5 separate regions of the Mus musculus genome follow, and regions 1, 2, 3 and 5 are each linked to region 4. The links are chromatin contacts, called in public ChIA-PET, HiChIP or PLAC-seq and promoter capture Hi-C maps. All regions are on one chromosome and are shown on one strand. Each heading gives the region's core, a stretch centred on a gene start, on an enhancer-like site or on the middle of the called end of the contact. The rest is flanking DNA. Distances are from core to core; before and after follow the strand shown. Region 1 has its middle 8.2 kb from the start of Gm39691. Region 2 has its middle 69 kb from the start of Gm26685. Region 3 holds the start of Rcsd1 (RCSD domain containing 1). Region 4 holds the start of Sft2d2 (SFT2 domain containing 2). Region 5 holds the start of Cd247 (CD247 antigen).

The links. Promoter capture Hi-C pulls out the DNA fragments that hold promoters and counts their contacts. ChIA-PET counts read pairs in DNA pulled down with a chosen protein or histone mark. HiChIP or PLAC-seq counts read pairs in DNA pulled down with a chosen protein or histone mark.
Region 1: a contact with region 4 is called in a FOXA1 HiChIP or PLAC-seq map of pancreatic cancer cells. The contact joins the enhancer-like site here to the promoter of Sft2d2 in region 4. A contact is called at or near these places in 2 of 39 promoter capture datasets (the 3T3-L1 cell line and stem cell-derived epiblast-like cells) and 6 of 115 datasets of contacts at active chromatin or transcription factors (astrocytes, cardiomyocytes, embryonic stem cells and 2 more).
Region 2: a promoter capture Hi-C map of pre-B cells shows a contact between it and region 4, with 2.2 times the contacts expected there. The contact joins the enhancer-like site here to the promoter of Sft2d2 in region 4. A contact is called at or near these places in 5 of 39 promoter capture datasets (the 3T3-L1 cell line, 3T3-L1-derived adipocytes, cranial neural crest and 2 more) and 2 of 115 datasets of contacts at active chromatin or transcription factors (bone marrow-derived macrophages and pro-B cells).
Region 3: an H3K27ac HiChIP or PLAC-seq map of thymic regulatory T cells shows a contact between it and region 4, with 2.6 times the contacts expected there. The contact joins the promoter of Rcsd1 here to the promoter of Sft2d2 in region 4.
Region 5: a contact with region 4 is called in an RNA polymerase II ChIA-PET map of memory CD8 T cells, with 19 read pairs. The contact joins the promoter of Cd247 here to the promoter of Sft2d2 in region 4. A contact is called at or near these places in 1 of 39 promoter capture datasets (erythroid cells) and 1 of 115 datasets of contacts at active chromatin or transcription factors (memory CD8 T cells).

The regions. Positions count from the first base shown.
Region 1 is chr1:164,480,385-164,483,084 of GRCm38.p6, forward strand. No RefSeq gene overlaps it. Among named protein-coding and RNA genes, the nearest start is that of Gm39691, 8.2 kb to the left of the region's middle. Within about 2 kb of position 1,332, at least 44 of the 459 cell types and tissues checked have an H3K27ac peak or open chromatin away from gene starts, as enhancers often do. A contact at or near this core is called in pancreatic cancer cells, where this site is marked.
Region 2 is chr1:164,570,528-164,573,227 of GRCm38.p6, forward strand. No RefSeq gene overlaps it. Among named protein-coding and RNA genes, the nearest start is that of Gm26685, 69 kb to the left of the region's middle. Within about 2 kb of position 1,419, at least 48 of the 459 cell types and tissues checked have an H3K27ac peak or open chromatin away from gene starts, as enhancers often do. A contact at or near this core is called in pre-B cells and pro-B cells, where this site is marked.
Region 3 is chr1:165,706,773-165,709,472 of GRCm38.p6, forward strand. It overlaps Rcsd1 (RCSD domain containing 1), which reads right to left and starts at 1,322. Exons shown (of 7, transcript NM_178593.3): 1 at 1,119-1,322. The coding sequence starts at 1,124.
Region 4 is chr1:165,193,098-165,195,797 of GRCm38.p6, forward strand. Sft2d2 (SFT2 domain containing 2) reads right to left here and starts at 1,336. Exons shown (of 8, transcript NM_145512.4): 1 at 1,143-1,336. The coding sequence starts at 1,205.
Region 5 is chr1:165,787,400-165,790,099 of GRCm38.p6, forward strand. It overlaps Cd247 (CD247 antigen), which reads left to right and starts at 1,282. Exons shown (of 8, transcript NM_001113391.2): 1 at 1,282-1,487. The coding sequence starts at 1,430.

The DNA.
Region 1 (2,700 bases), core at 82-2,581, 710 kb before region 4:
CAAAAGCCCAAATTTACTTTACCCATGACTATGTAGAGTTCTAATATATATATATATATCTCCTATCAACCTGGCCCAGAACTCACTTAGTAGCCTTCTCTGCTCTGTTCCTTTTCCATCTGAGCTTCCTCCACACTGGGATTATGGTGTGTACTTAAAAAAGTGTAATGTTTGATAAAATACTCAAATGCTTTAAAGGCATAAAATAAGATAATCATATTTTTACACAAGAGCAAATGTTTTGATAAAGAAAGTTTCAGTGGATCTGTCAGGAAAGAGTGGATCTCTTAGAAAGCTGCCTAGCTTAGCTCGCTGGCTGCTCTTCTGGAGGACCCAGGTTCAATTCCCAGCACTCACGTGGCAGTTCCCAACTGGCTGTAACTCCAGTTCCAGGTATTCCAACACCCTCACACAGATATACATGGAGGCAAAATATCAATGCACATAGAATAAAATTAAATTAAAAAAAAAGCTGCCTAGGGAAAAGGCCACTTTAACAATGCTGATGAATGCAGGGACAGGTATGTAGACATCTCTCATCTCACAGAACTTAGGATCTTCCTGTGTAAACACTTAGCAAACCTATGTTGTAAAGAAGGCTTAACTTTATCAAGTCAATTATGGGATATCTTTAGCAAGAATTGAAACCCCAAATAGCCTTTCTTTACAAAAACTATTGAAATGAACAATCACGCTGGGAAAGGGGACTGGAAAAGTAGGCGAGATTTATTGTTGATGAACATTGGCCTTTTTATAGATTTAAAGTTTAACTTTTATATGGATATGTTGAAGGCAAAGTACAGACTCCAGGTGTATACTAGGCTCCCAGCAGGAAGGAACAATGATCAGTTCGGAGCACAAAGAGACACCTCTAGCACCATCTGAGTTAGTAAAAGCTGCCCTTCAGCCAGCACAGGAAGATAGAGATACATGGCTGGGCCTCAGTGCTTTGCAATTACCCCAGTTAACATAGTAGGTTTCCTATAACTTAAATAGCTCAGATGTATAGCTACAAATGTAGTCAGTCAGTCGTTTAAGGCAGGAAGGCCAAAGAAAAATAGTAACTATGTGATTAGTACATACCACTCCCAGATACTATGTAATTAGTACATACCACTCCCAGGTGAGGCTGATTGTCCACAGGTGGCCTGCCCCAGATGGTAACCTACCTCATGCCTCACAAAAATCTGAAATTTGTTATACTATTAGTTTTTATCCTTTTTAAAACAAATATTGCTTTAAATAGTCAGCGTGGCTGTCATTATGTCCTCAGTGACCACAGTCATGGTCTTCACTTCATGAGTCAGGCTGCCTGAGATCAGAATTCTGTCTCTATGGCTTCCTAGCCCAGTGATTCAGCTCGTTGTGGAATAGTGGCGTGTGTTTACTCTGTTTACACTGAGGCCGTGAAATGAAACCTTGTTCAGCCATAAAGGTCATTCCCCTTCTTTTCCTAGAGGTGGAGTTGCTCTGATCACAGATCTTAGCAGCTTAGCTAGATCTTCACTGGAAACATATCTAGCAGAATATTATTAGCAGCGCTGTTGTATCTGGCATGGATCTGTAGTGATTGCACCTAAGCTCTGACGTAGCCTTTTATCAGTGATTGTTATCTGAGATTTTAAGGGGTTATTCTTTTGAAGGATTCTCAGAGCCTTTGCATAACTTAGTCCACAGACCTGGGCAAACCAGGAAGTCTCCTCTGGCTGAGATCTGCTTAAATAATTGGTCTTTCAAGACAACCCGTGGATCAGATAAGTTTTGGTATGCGGAGATTGACTGGCTAAAGCTGCTTTTTGTGTAACAATAGAAAGAGCTGTCAGGGCTTGCGTGGCCATCCCCATGCTGCTGAGAAGTTTAAATGCATCCTGCAGTGACTCTGGTCTTCTATCTTTTTAGTTCTGTCCCCCCCAGAACACCGACACATACACATTGGAGTAGGGCTGAGGAGATGGGGCAGTGGTCCAGAAGTGCCCATGTCAGGTGGCTCACAACTGCCTGTAACTCCCACTCCAGTGTATACAACACCTCTGGCCTCCCCGGGAACTCACACATGTGTCACACACACACACACACACACACACACACACACACACACACACGTGAAAATAAAATAAATATAGTTTAAAAAGACATTTTGATAAGGAAAGGGTAGGGATTTTTTTAGTCATCAAAAACAATTAAATCCCCGGGCCGTGGTGGCACACACCTTTAATCCCAGCACTTGGGAGGCAGAGGCAGGTGGATTTCCGAGTTCGAGGGCAGCCTGGTCTACAAAGTGAGTTCCAGGACAGCCAGGACTACACAGAGAAACCCTGTCTCGAAAACACTAAAAAACAAAACAAAACAAAAAAAAAAAACAAAAAAAAAAAAACAAAAAAAAACAATTAAATCTGTCTGGGAAGTGAATGATCTAATAGCATCCTGTTTCCATGTACTTTTGTGAGTGAAGGGCATCTAGAAGAGAAGACCTTACTAAAAGTTTGGCTTGAACGCTCAAAATTTAATCCTATGAACTTCAATATGAGATTCACAACTACATGTAGAAACTAGAAACTAAAAAACGGACATTACCTAACATCCAGAGGACAGACTGTCTGGGATAAAAACCTCCTTTAGCACCAAAGCTTGCCTGAGGCACACAGATCGGCTGTATTGACTTTGGCAATGCCTCTCTCTATCTTGTTAGGCCAATGAAGT
Region 2 (2,700 bases), core at 169-2,668, 620 kb before region 4:
ATGAGTTTAAATTTTGGATCACCAAGAAAAGTTCTATAACATTTCTTTCACATGATTGCCCCTGAAGTCTTCTGCATTAAGCAGAAATACGCTAATACCCGTGCAGGACATCAACACTTTACATACATTTCCTAGGCCATTCCCTCAGCACTTTTTTCTTTAAAAAATAATTAGCATATACACTAATTGCAGTGGATTTTGTTATGACGTTTTCATGGATGACAATGTATTTTGATCACACCCACTCCCTACTACCCTCTTTTTTCCTTTACCATTATTTTTTTTTCTAGTTGCCATGGATATAGTAGTGAGCGGTAGAGGCAGCCCCAACTCTCCATGCAATCAGCAGGGGGAGGGTAGTCTGTAAAATAAAGTAGTAAGAGTGAAGGCTGACTCGGAAGCACTCAGGATGGAAGGCTTTAGGGAATGTTCTACAGGGGTGGCGATGCTATGTCCCACAAACTGTAGATGGTTCCGAAGGACCTGAGGGCATGGGGGAGCAACTTATAAGAGAGGACATTCCAAAGAGAAATAAGATAAGAATGCCCTTGTCAGAGACTGCTGGGTGTGATTGAGGAATGCCATCAAACAGAGCAGCTGGCCAGAGCAAGAGGAACAGCTGGCAAGAGGAAGAGAAGAAGACAGAAACTGGGTGGGTGAGAAAGCATGGGCCTTGGAGACCCTGGTGAGGAGGCACGTTTCAAAGGATCCTTCACAATGAATAGATCGAATGGCTCCTGTTTTACAGATGAAGAAATGTGTATGGAGACATTTCACAGCCACCCAAAGGTACCACAAGGTATCCAGGGATTTAAATCTAAAATTCCAGAATCTGGTGTGCTTCCCGTTCTCTTTCACCTCTGTCCTGAGGATCTTTCTCTTATCGTCCTGACTCGATGCTTTCAATAAGCTTGTCCCTAGCAACCATATAGCTTGAAACACATTTATAAAGAGTTGACAATAAAAAGTCACAGGGCAGTGGTGTGAGAAGCAAATTAGATTATAAGATACTGCATCTGTTTAATTGGAATTTAAGATCTAGAGAGCCAAATGATTTAGCTGTGACAAGATGAAAGGAAATCTGTGGCAAGTCCTGGAAAGTTTGAGCACAAGGTCTTGTTAAACAACCAGAGCCCCAAGAGGCCAGTGGAAATGAAGCCAAAGCAACTGCTAGGTCACTGGCCTAGGATAAGACAGAGCTGGTCTAAACTTTCTGTCCGGACAGTCATCTACAGTGCTTACCGTGAACTGTCTGTGCTTTGGCTCAAGGTCCTTCAAGCATGGCTATACAAATCAGGAGGAGTCAACCTGTCTTTTCTACATTGCTTCAAAATTCTGGTAACGGGGGCTTGGCAGGCCACATCCTGCCCTCAGATATGACTATTTTTAGTTGAGCTATGGAGCGTACATTCTACTTTTGGTTGAATTTGACACCCACTCACTCATGTATTGATGCTGTGTGTGTGCTCCAGGTATCTGATCCCCACATAGGTCCAAGGAGAGCCTTCATATAGAAATGAAAGGACAGTACAACCTGATCCACACGGGTTGGTTAGGTGTGTAGAAGCTTGGTGCTCTCTGTCTTCAAGCTTGGTTCACTCTTCTACCGTCAGCTCTCATCAATGAGCAAGCTCTAAGGAACAGCAGGGTAGCTCCAGGGATCTAGGTAGATTATAAACCAGAGGCTCTGCTGGGCCTTAAGCCTTAGCTGTTTTCAAAGTTTATCACAGTCATCATGTGTGTGTGTGTGTGTGTGGAAACCACATTCTAGGAGAGACCTACCCAGCACAGGTTTGGACAACAACCTACAGCTGTTGAAAATCATCAAATGAGAGTGAGAAATCCACGAAAGACACCTGCCATTCTGATAAACAAGGGAGGGGGCAGAGCCCGAGGAAGCTGTCCCGACAGGTCCTGACCACATGCTCAGTCATGTGAAAGGCCAGCTGGGCCTGCAGTTTCTATCACAACGGCAGGAATTCCAAGAAGAAAACCCTCTCTTCAAAGTGTCCCCTCTCTCCTGATTGTTGTTGCCTAACATTTCATTCATGTATAAGCAAACAGGTGAATATAATTTGAGGTAAAAATGAAAAGTATAGCAAGGGAGAACAAGAAACCATGGAAGAGGCAACATTTTAGTTTAAAGTCAGTGCAGGAGCCAGCAACCTTTCCATCATTTTAAGATAAGGTTGTCAGGAGACCAGGGGAAAGAACTGATGATAAGGTTTCCTAGAACTGATTTAAAAATTACCCCAAACTTAATGACTTACTTTGAAACAATGGAAATCTACTGTTTCATAGCTCTGTGGTGTGTGTGTGTGTGTGTGTGTGTGTATGTGTGTATGTGGTGTGTGTGTGTGGTGTGTGAGGTATGTGTAGTGTGTGTGTGCTGTATGTGGTGTTTGTGTGTGGTGTATACCTGTGCTGTATGTGAGGTATGAGGTATGTGTAGTGTGTGTGTGGGGTGTACATGGTATGTGTGTGTTGTCTGTGTGTGGTGTGTGCGAGGTGTGGTGTGTGTGTGTGTGTGTGTGTGTGTGGACACGTGACTAATGCACACATGAAGGCCAGAAGACAACCTGGGGTGCTGGTACTCTTCCCACCTTGTTTGAGGTGGGACCCCTTATCATTCACTACTGATAACTGACCTGTAAGCTTCTGCCCTCTCTCTCCTCAAAGGCACACTTGGATTACAGACAT
Region 3 (2,700 bases), core at 72-2,571, 510 kb after region 4:
TGCTACTTTAGGACAACTGGTTGAGCTAAATATGCAGCCTTGCTATTGTTCTTTTAGAGCAGACAGTGAAGCTCAGAAGAGATGAGCGGACTCAAGCCTGGAAGGGATTGAACTTCTGTGCCCGGGATCTCCGCAGACCTTGGGCTAAGGAGGAGCTCTTTCCTTTTGAGTGGGAGGAGGAATCACCTTTAGGCCTGTGGGTTTTCATCTCCTTTTTTCCTCTTTGAAAATCCCAGGTCCTACTGAGATTGATTAGAATACAATAAAAGGTCACAGTTTCTTTTTCTTTCTTTGAGTGTGTGACCCTGGGAGTTGAACCTGGGGCTTTGCCAATGCTGTGCCTCTGAGTTCACCTGCAGCTGGTCTGGGTTTGAAGGGAAACATTTCTTTGGAAATCTATAGACCTGGAGGAGGAAGCTAGATGAACTAGCTGGATGGAAAGTAGTGGCCAGTATTCTCCACTGAGGTTGGAGAAGCGCAGAGAAAGTCTGGGACTCGCCCCTGCAAACCTCTCAGATACGGCTACCACACCCCAAGGTGCACACAACCTCAGGAGGCAGGGCATCTTGGAGAGCCTCTAATATCTCAGAAATAAGTTTATCTGATCGGCGGCAAGGGAGCTTTTCAGAAAGTTTTGAAAGAAGATGTGACAGAAACAAGGGGCATCAGAAGTAAGAGAACAACTGGTCGGAAAAGCCACACTGCAATCAAAACGGGAAGCCATGCGGGCAGAGTCCCGGCTTCAACTGCCAACTCTGTTTCTCAATGCCTGAGTCAGGGTTGCTGGAGTTTTGTTTTGGGGTTCTTGGTTCACACCTTTATCCGTTTATGACTTTAGTTGTACCTAAGTTTTATTTTCTAAACCCCCCCCCCAAAGCACGTATGTGCACAGTCAGAATACCTGAACCCCTACAAAGGCCCCTCCTTCGCCTGAAGTCCTTTCCTGACAAGCCCACGCCTGCCCACAGGGGTCTCCGAGGAGCAAGGACCAGCCTTTCTCAACTTGGCCTACGCGACCTTTCGGCTGCGTGCTCCCTGCTGAGAGCAGGAACGGCGACCTGGGCAGGAGCGCTCTGACCTCCCTCTCCCCCAGGCCCGTGTCCCCGCCGGTCTTTTACCTCCATGTCCTCCAGGTAGTCTTCCTCCGGCTGCGGATACGCCCGCTCTCTCGGGTTAAGAGCCCACGATCCCCGCTGTCCCCTCGGCTCCCAGCCCGGGTCACTTTCGGGGCTGTAGCGGGCACAGGGCGAGTGGGCGGCGGCGCGCGCCTGGCTGCACTCGGCTGCGGGACTGCCCCAGCTGGGGGCCCTGCGCCAGAGAACGAGGAAGGAGGAGGAGGAGGGAGGGAGGGACCGAGGGACGCAGGAGGAGGGGAGGGGAGTGGAGGGGAGCAGAGAGGGAGGCCGGATCGGGGTTTAAATTTAGACACAAATCTAAACAGATACTGTCCCTCCCAAGGCAGGACTCAAGAGCCCGAGCCGCCACGACTCCATTAATCTGCCCAAACATGGGCTGGGCAGCGCCGCGCCCCCTTTCTCGCGGAAGTTTCTCAGGACCCTGGGCTTTGCACTTTTTTCAGACCACCTCAACTCTCCCTCTTTTAGCCTGCCTTCTTTACTTTCCTTGTGCCTCAAATTAGAATTGCCTTTTCATCCTTTTTCTCTTTGCCATTTCCTTCTTTTCATACCAATTTTCCCAGCCTCCGTTCCTCCTCCTTCTCCCTCCCCCTCCCCCCATCCTCTCCTGTATTACTTAACCTAATACCTGGCCTTCCTGTGTTCAGTAGCCTTAGCTTTGATACCTCTTTTCCTGGATTCCATTTGCAGGAAACAATTATCAGTCTGTCCATCTATTATCTATCTGTGTATGAAGAAGGAGAGGAATCCAAGCAAAGTTTCCCCAAGTTTCCTGCCGCATGCAGCAGGCTACTCTTCTCCTCTGCTCTGATGCATGCAGCTTAGGGGGTTGTGGGAATATCTGCTTCGACATGCTGCTTGCTAAAGGACCTTTTTCCCATTCCTATTAAATATAGCAAAGGGCACGGTCCTAAACATCCAATTCACATAAGGCCCCCGCTTAGTAACTCTCCCCAGGGAATGTCGGTTTAAGGCTGCGTGGGAGGGATGTAGGGACTTGAATCTGTGCCGAGGCCATTGTCTGCTGCTACTGGGTTATAGCTCTGGGTGTCTCTTCAGGGTCCCATTTCTTCAGGGAATTGGCTGATAAGGATGCCTGTGTGTCTTCTTACAGCATCCTTCAACTTTGTACTCCAAACCCAGACCTGCTATGCAAGGGAGAGAGAGAGCCAACACATTGGTGGACCATAGCACAGGGCATTGGTGCTGCCCCTGTGCAAAGAGCCCAAGAGAAACCACTACCACAAACCAGCAGAGAACTCACCCACATTGCAAAGGCTGCCCCGACTGCTTCTCATCACAGTTGGTCTATAGATCTTGACGTCACAGGCCTTCTAAATCTTACCTTGTAAACCATGAAGTCAGGGCAGCCTCTGTTCATTGAACTCAGCAGCATATAGGGGCAAGACCTCTGCTTCAGAAGCAGGCAGAGGGTGAGATTCTAGTCCGATGCTTTCTAGATGAGTTCCTTTAGAAAAGCCTCTTATCTGATCTTCATTTTCTGCATCTTCTCAGGGTGGTAGATGCTTGGAAAGAGCAGCTATTTTAAAAGCATGTAGCTTCA
Region 4 (2,700 bases), core at 86-2,585:
TAACCTCCCGGAAACTGCTAGGGAAAAACACCTTGGAATTTATTATCTTAACAAGGTTTTCGAATGCTATCAGGCAGCCTCTGGGAGCCACAGCTGAGATTCCTCCACACTGCCCTAACTGCCTGCTTACCGCTTCCACTAATGCTTCTGAAAAGTACCTTAATTTGTTAATTTGTTCTGTTACTCTAAGAACTTATCAAACTGTTATCATGTTGGAACACTGAGTTTGCAGAAACCTGAATCTGTCCTGGGGCCATGGTCACTCGTATTTGGCTTCAAAATAATTTATTCTCTTTGAGATGCAGTTGTGTTTTGTTTTGTTTTTTTGCAAAGACAAAACTCAGAACAAAATCAACCACAGAAGTGAGCGCAGAATGTTGGGGAAACCACAAGAAAGTCAAGTAAACACTAAAGAGGAACTCCAATTTCCAAGGAAAAGGGGCTATTGCATCTCGTTCAACACCCTTCTTTCTCAGAAGGGGAAACCGGGGCTAAGGATACATCAAGTAAAACGTAATTCTGTCTTCAATCAAGAAAGGAAATGTAAACAAACTTCCAAAGCACCCAAAATATGACATTCTGAGTGGCTCTGGAGCACAGGACTTTTGTGGTCAAGTTTCAGAGCCATCAAAGCCCTACTAACAAAACAAACACACTGGCAGTCTCCGAGCGTGGTGAGAATCTATAGTTTAGAAAGTAGCCCTGGAGATTCGGAGACCTGGTAAGTCCCTGTTATCAGGCGTTCACGGAGTTTTACAATTACAAAGCAGAACGCATAAGGTCTGGCTCTCACACCCCACAACCTAAACTAGTCCGCGATCCGGCGGTGGATCCTTCCACGAAGGCCGCCGGCCTCGCCCAACTCCAAAGGGCTCTCTCTCCCTGGCCGGTCCGGCTGGGATGGGGCTCGGGGCCCGGATTCCAGGAGGCCCCGGGATCCACACTCCCACTCCACAGATTTCTGAGGTCTTGCTTCAGAGCCTCAAGCCCTTCGGAGGGAAGGTTGGAGAGGGTTCGGGAGCCACGCCTTCCACAAAGCTCGCGCTGCCACCTGTGGCTGTGTCCCGGCAGAGCTCGGCGCGGCGGGCCGGAGGACAGCAGGGCAGCTGTCCAAGAAATGCCAACTCCCCCGGTGCACGCACCTCGGACAGACCGCTGCGGTCCTCGGTGTCCTGGCCGCTCAGAACTTTCTTCAGCTTGTCCATGTCAGGGTCCCGACCGCCGCCTTTGGCGTTCGCTCCGCCTACCACTCTTCGGGGTGCGCAGCCGCCGCCCCTCCGCCCGCTGCCAACCACGGCGCGCCCCGCCCAGGCACCTGCCCACCTGCCCGCCCGGCATGCCCCGCGCCAGCCACGCCCCCTGAACGAGCTCCTTGGGGTCACCCGGGGCGGGGCCGAGAGAGTCGGGGTGAAGTCGGCCAGGCGATACCTAACCCGGAAGCTGGCTGCGCGCCCGGGCTTCACGGATTCGTTCCAGCGCCCAGCACCACCATGTGCCAGGGCCTGGAACAACGCAGGCCTTTCGCAAACTTACCCATGGATGCTGAAGTTAATCCGCTGGTGGTTGTACACCGCAGATCTATAAAAATATATATTTCCCACGTTAAGTAGAACAAATCAGTGTGCAACAGGCTGGAGCAGTACAACCCTGTGTATTCTTAAAAGCAGCAATTCCTACGTCATCCCTAGGGGAAATGGCTCGGGAGATATGACTTGGGCAACACCTGAACAGATGGCAAGTGGTGAGAAGAATCAATATTTTCGTGTTTGGTAAATGCTTTACTTCAATCAGTCTGCAGCACTACTGAGGCTATGAAGCAGAATCCATATGAAGTCATGGGCTCTTCCAGACAGGACAGAAATTTGCTCACCTTGCACACTGGTGGCCAGAGATATCTGGAACACCTATGTTAAGATTAAACTAGTTCAGAAAAGGCACTGAGACCAAGGTGTAGCTCAGTGAGAGAATGCTTGCCTAGCATATGCAAGGCTTTGGGTTCAGTTTCCACCACTGTCCCTGCTTCCCAAAAAAGGGAAAGGAGACCACAGAGGAACTTCAGAAACACCCCCTAGGTCACTTTACCTCCCACATATTTTCATGTGAGGTCTCCAGCGTCCTTCTTCACTTGTATAAAAACATAAAAACATAAGACCAGCTGCTGCTGCCTCTGCAGGGACTCCTCTTACCTGCCACATTTTCCAGTGAGTCCTTACACCTCTCTGTAAGACGTCAAACATCAGAGCACAGTGCAAAGGCTGTGTCCTGAAAGATCCACTCTAGCTCTGTCATTTGCCACTTAGGAGGCCTTGAGCTAGAAGCTCCTTAGCCTTTCTGGTCCCCAGCTGATTTCCTCTGTAGAGTGAGCACAATGGCTTCCAAACGTGACTGTGGAAAGCAAGCATGACTGTATAGACAGGTCTGGAGCAGAGGGGAATTTAAATAGCATTTAGTAGAAGCTGTCCTTGTTCTCTCCTAGCCTGATGGCTTTTCCAGCCACCTGTGGTGAGGTGATAGAACTGGCCCCCACAGGCTCATGTGTAAACACTTGGCCCATAGGGAATGGTACTACTAGGAGGTGTGGTCTTGTTGGAGTAGTTGTGGCCTTGTTAGAGGAAGTGTGTCACTGTGGGGGAAGGTCTCCTATGCTTTGACGGCTCCTATGCTCAAGCTCTGCCTACTGTGGTACATAGTCTCCTGCTG
Region 5 (2,700 bases), core at 32-2,531, 590 kb after region 4:
TGTGTGTATGTATATGTGCTATGTACATGTATGTATGTTATGTGTGTGGTATATGTGTGTATGGTGTATGTATGTGTGAGGTATATTTGTGTATGGTGTGTGTATGTGTATGTATTTGTGGTATGTATGTGTATAGTATATGTGTGTATGATGTGTGTGTATGTATGTGTGGTATATATGTGTATGTATGCCATGTGTGTGGTATATGTGTGTATGGTGTATGTATGTGTGTGGTTTATGTGTGTGCGTGTGTGTGTGTGTGTGTGTGTGTGTGTGTGTGTAGCTCAGAGGACATCTTACAAGAATGGCTTCCCATCTACCATGTGGGCTCTGAAGATGGAATTCAGACTGTCAGGCTTGGCAGAAACTACCTGAACCAGCTCTCTGCCTCCAGATTTGATAATATTGTCTTTCCATTTAGAAGGCTGGTAGACTGAAAAGTAACTGTGGACTTCTTGACTTTCTTTTTTAAATCAAAGAAACCAGAGGCACCCTCCCATCCACATGATCCTTTCCGGGTCTCTGTCCCGTCTCAAAGCTTGTGTACACTCACCTACAACTCTCCGTTATGCTTATTTCTCAGTTTTATTTTTTATTTTGTTTTGAGGCAGTCTTGCTACACAGCTCAAGTTGGCCAGGTATTCACTGTTAGTCCAGTGTGACCTCAAACTCACACTCCTCCTGCCTTTGCCACATGAGTGATACGATTTACAGGCAGGCAATCTAGGCCTGACTTTTATCGTTTTCTTACTGTAAATGACCCCAAGGGTGAAAAGTTGACAATTAGAGGAAGCATGTGACCTCGGTTTGGTGGCACATACTGTAATCTTGACCTGTGGAAAGCTGAGGAGGGAAAATTGTGAGTTCAAGACCAGCCTGGATTAAATAGTGAGATTTGTCTCAGGGAAAAGAATTTTGAAAACAATGTAAGCTATAGTATTTCACACTATTTATGGTCTGAATTGAGGCCAAGTTCAGAACTATACCTCAAATATCCTCCTTTCTTTGTGCTTCAGATAAAGAAGCTGACGTCTGGAGATGCTTCAAGGCCACACAGCAACTTAGATATATGCCTAGGGTCTGACTTCAGCAATTGAGAGTCACGTACAAATTAGTAAAGAATTAAAATAATAAAAAAGTACATTAAACTACAGTCAAATTGAAGAAAAAGCAAAATTCAGACGGATGCACATTCTTACACCCCAAACCTCCAAACCTTCAGAACTTCCTGCCTATGAATCGAGAGGGGGAGTGAGAGGGTGTCTTGCTGGCAGGTGCTGTCTCAAAGGCCCACAGTCCTCCACTTCCTGGGGTGTCAGCCACAGAACAAAGCCAGCAGAGACTCCATCAGCGCCTCCTTTTCTCCTCATCCTCCCAGGCATAGCTGCCTCTGCCTCTGCCTCTGGGTACCATCCCAGGGAAGCAGAAGATGAAGTGGAAAGTGTCTGTTCTCGCCTGCATCCTCCACGTGCGGTTCCCAGGAGCAGGTAAGGGCTCTGTTTCCCGCGGCTCGACCCTTTTAGAGCCTCTCCGTGTGTCTGAGGGGCAGCGGAGGGGTGCCAAGGACCTGGTGCTTCTTTTAAAGCTTGTCTTCCCAAAGTCAACGGGCAGAGTGGGCAGCGGCAGTGTGGGCTTGGGTCCCACCCAGGCGTCTGCTCTGTGACAGCCAAGCTGGTTATCGGTTGGGGGCCAGCTGTTTGAAAACACAGTTGTAGATTGTCTAATGATAAAGGCAAAAGAAAAAGACTGTGGAGGGAAAGGGCAAGGAGAAACGCAGCGAGTCAGCAACTGAGACAGCTCTGCGCGGACGGGAGAAGCGGCACAGGATCCGAAACACCAGCCAGCTAGGCCTCGCTCCTCTACTCTGGTTTCCAGATATCATGACTCCTTCCGCCCCTCTCTGGTTGGCATTGCCGCTCAGCCCCGTTCTTTCCTCCTTTGCCAATAAAGGACATTGCCATGGTCAGTCAGAAAGGGTCATGGCCTGTGACCCTGAGTATCCTGAAACATCTGGTAGAGGCCGAGCCCCTACAAGAGAACTTGAGGCAGGGAGGGAGGGAGGCGTACGGAGTAGGCATCCATATTTGCAGCCTTTTGCAAGGCGCATTGCCACCTTCTGGCCCAGAGCATTTAAGTCTAAGCTCACCCTGTCAAGGCTGTCCCCCACATCACAGCCACCAGCTACCCTATGACATACTGATTCTCTGTGATATACTCACATGGCTCTCTATCTGAGCCAAGCAGCCAGAGACACGGACAGAAATGCTAGCAACAGGTTGAAGAATATGTGTTAATACGTGACCATCACGAGTCACAACCAGCCCAGAAGACAACTTGCGCCAGAGCCCACTGCATCCCTCCAATGCCTGGCATTTGGCATGCGGTAGCCTTAGTGTGCTTCCTAGTTCAGCAGTCGGGGTGGAAGCGAGGGAACAGAAGACAAAAGACACCACTCACAAGATTGGTGTCATGGCCGTTTTACAAGAAATGGGACAATCTGTATTTGAATCTAGAAAGACAAGGATGGTAGCTGTAAGGGGTACCCTTCCTCCAATTTAGAGCTCTCCTGAGGGTGACAGTTTGTCGGGTGACAAGGCAGGAATGGCCAACACATGATTGTTACCACCAGGAAACTGCACAGTCCTGGGCTAGCGTCATGGGGTTCTGAGGGCTCAGGAATGGGCTTTTCTGACCTAGCAC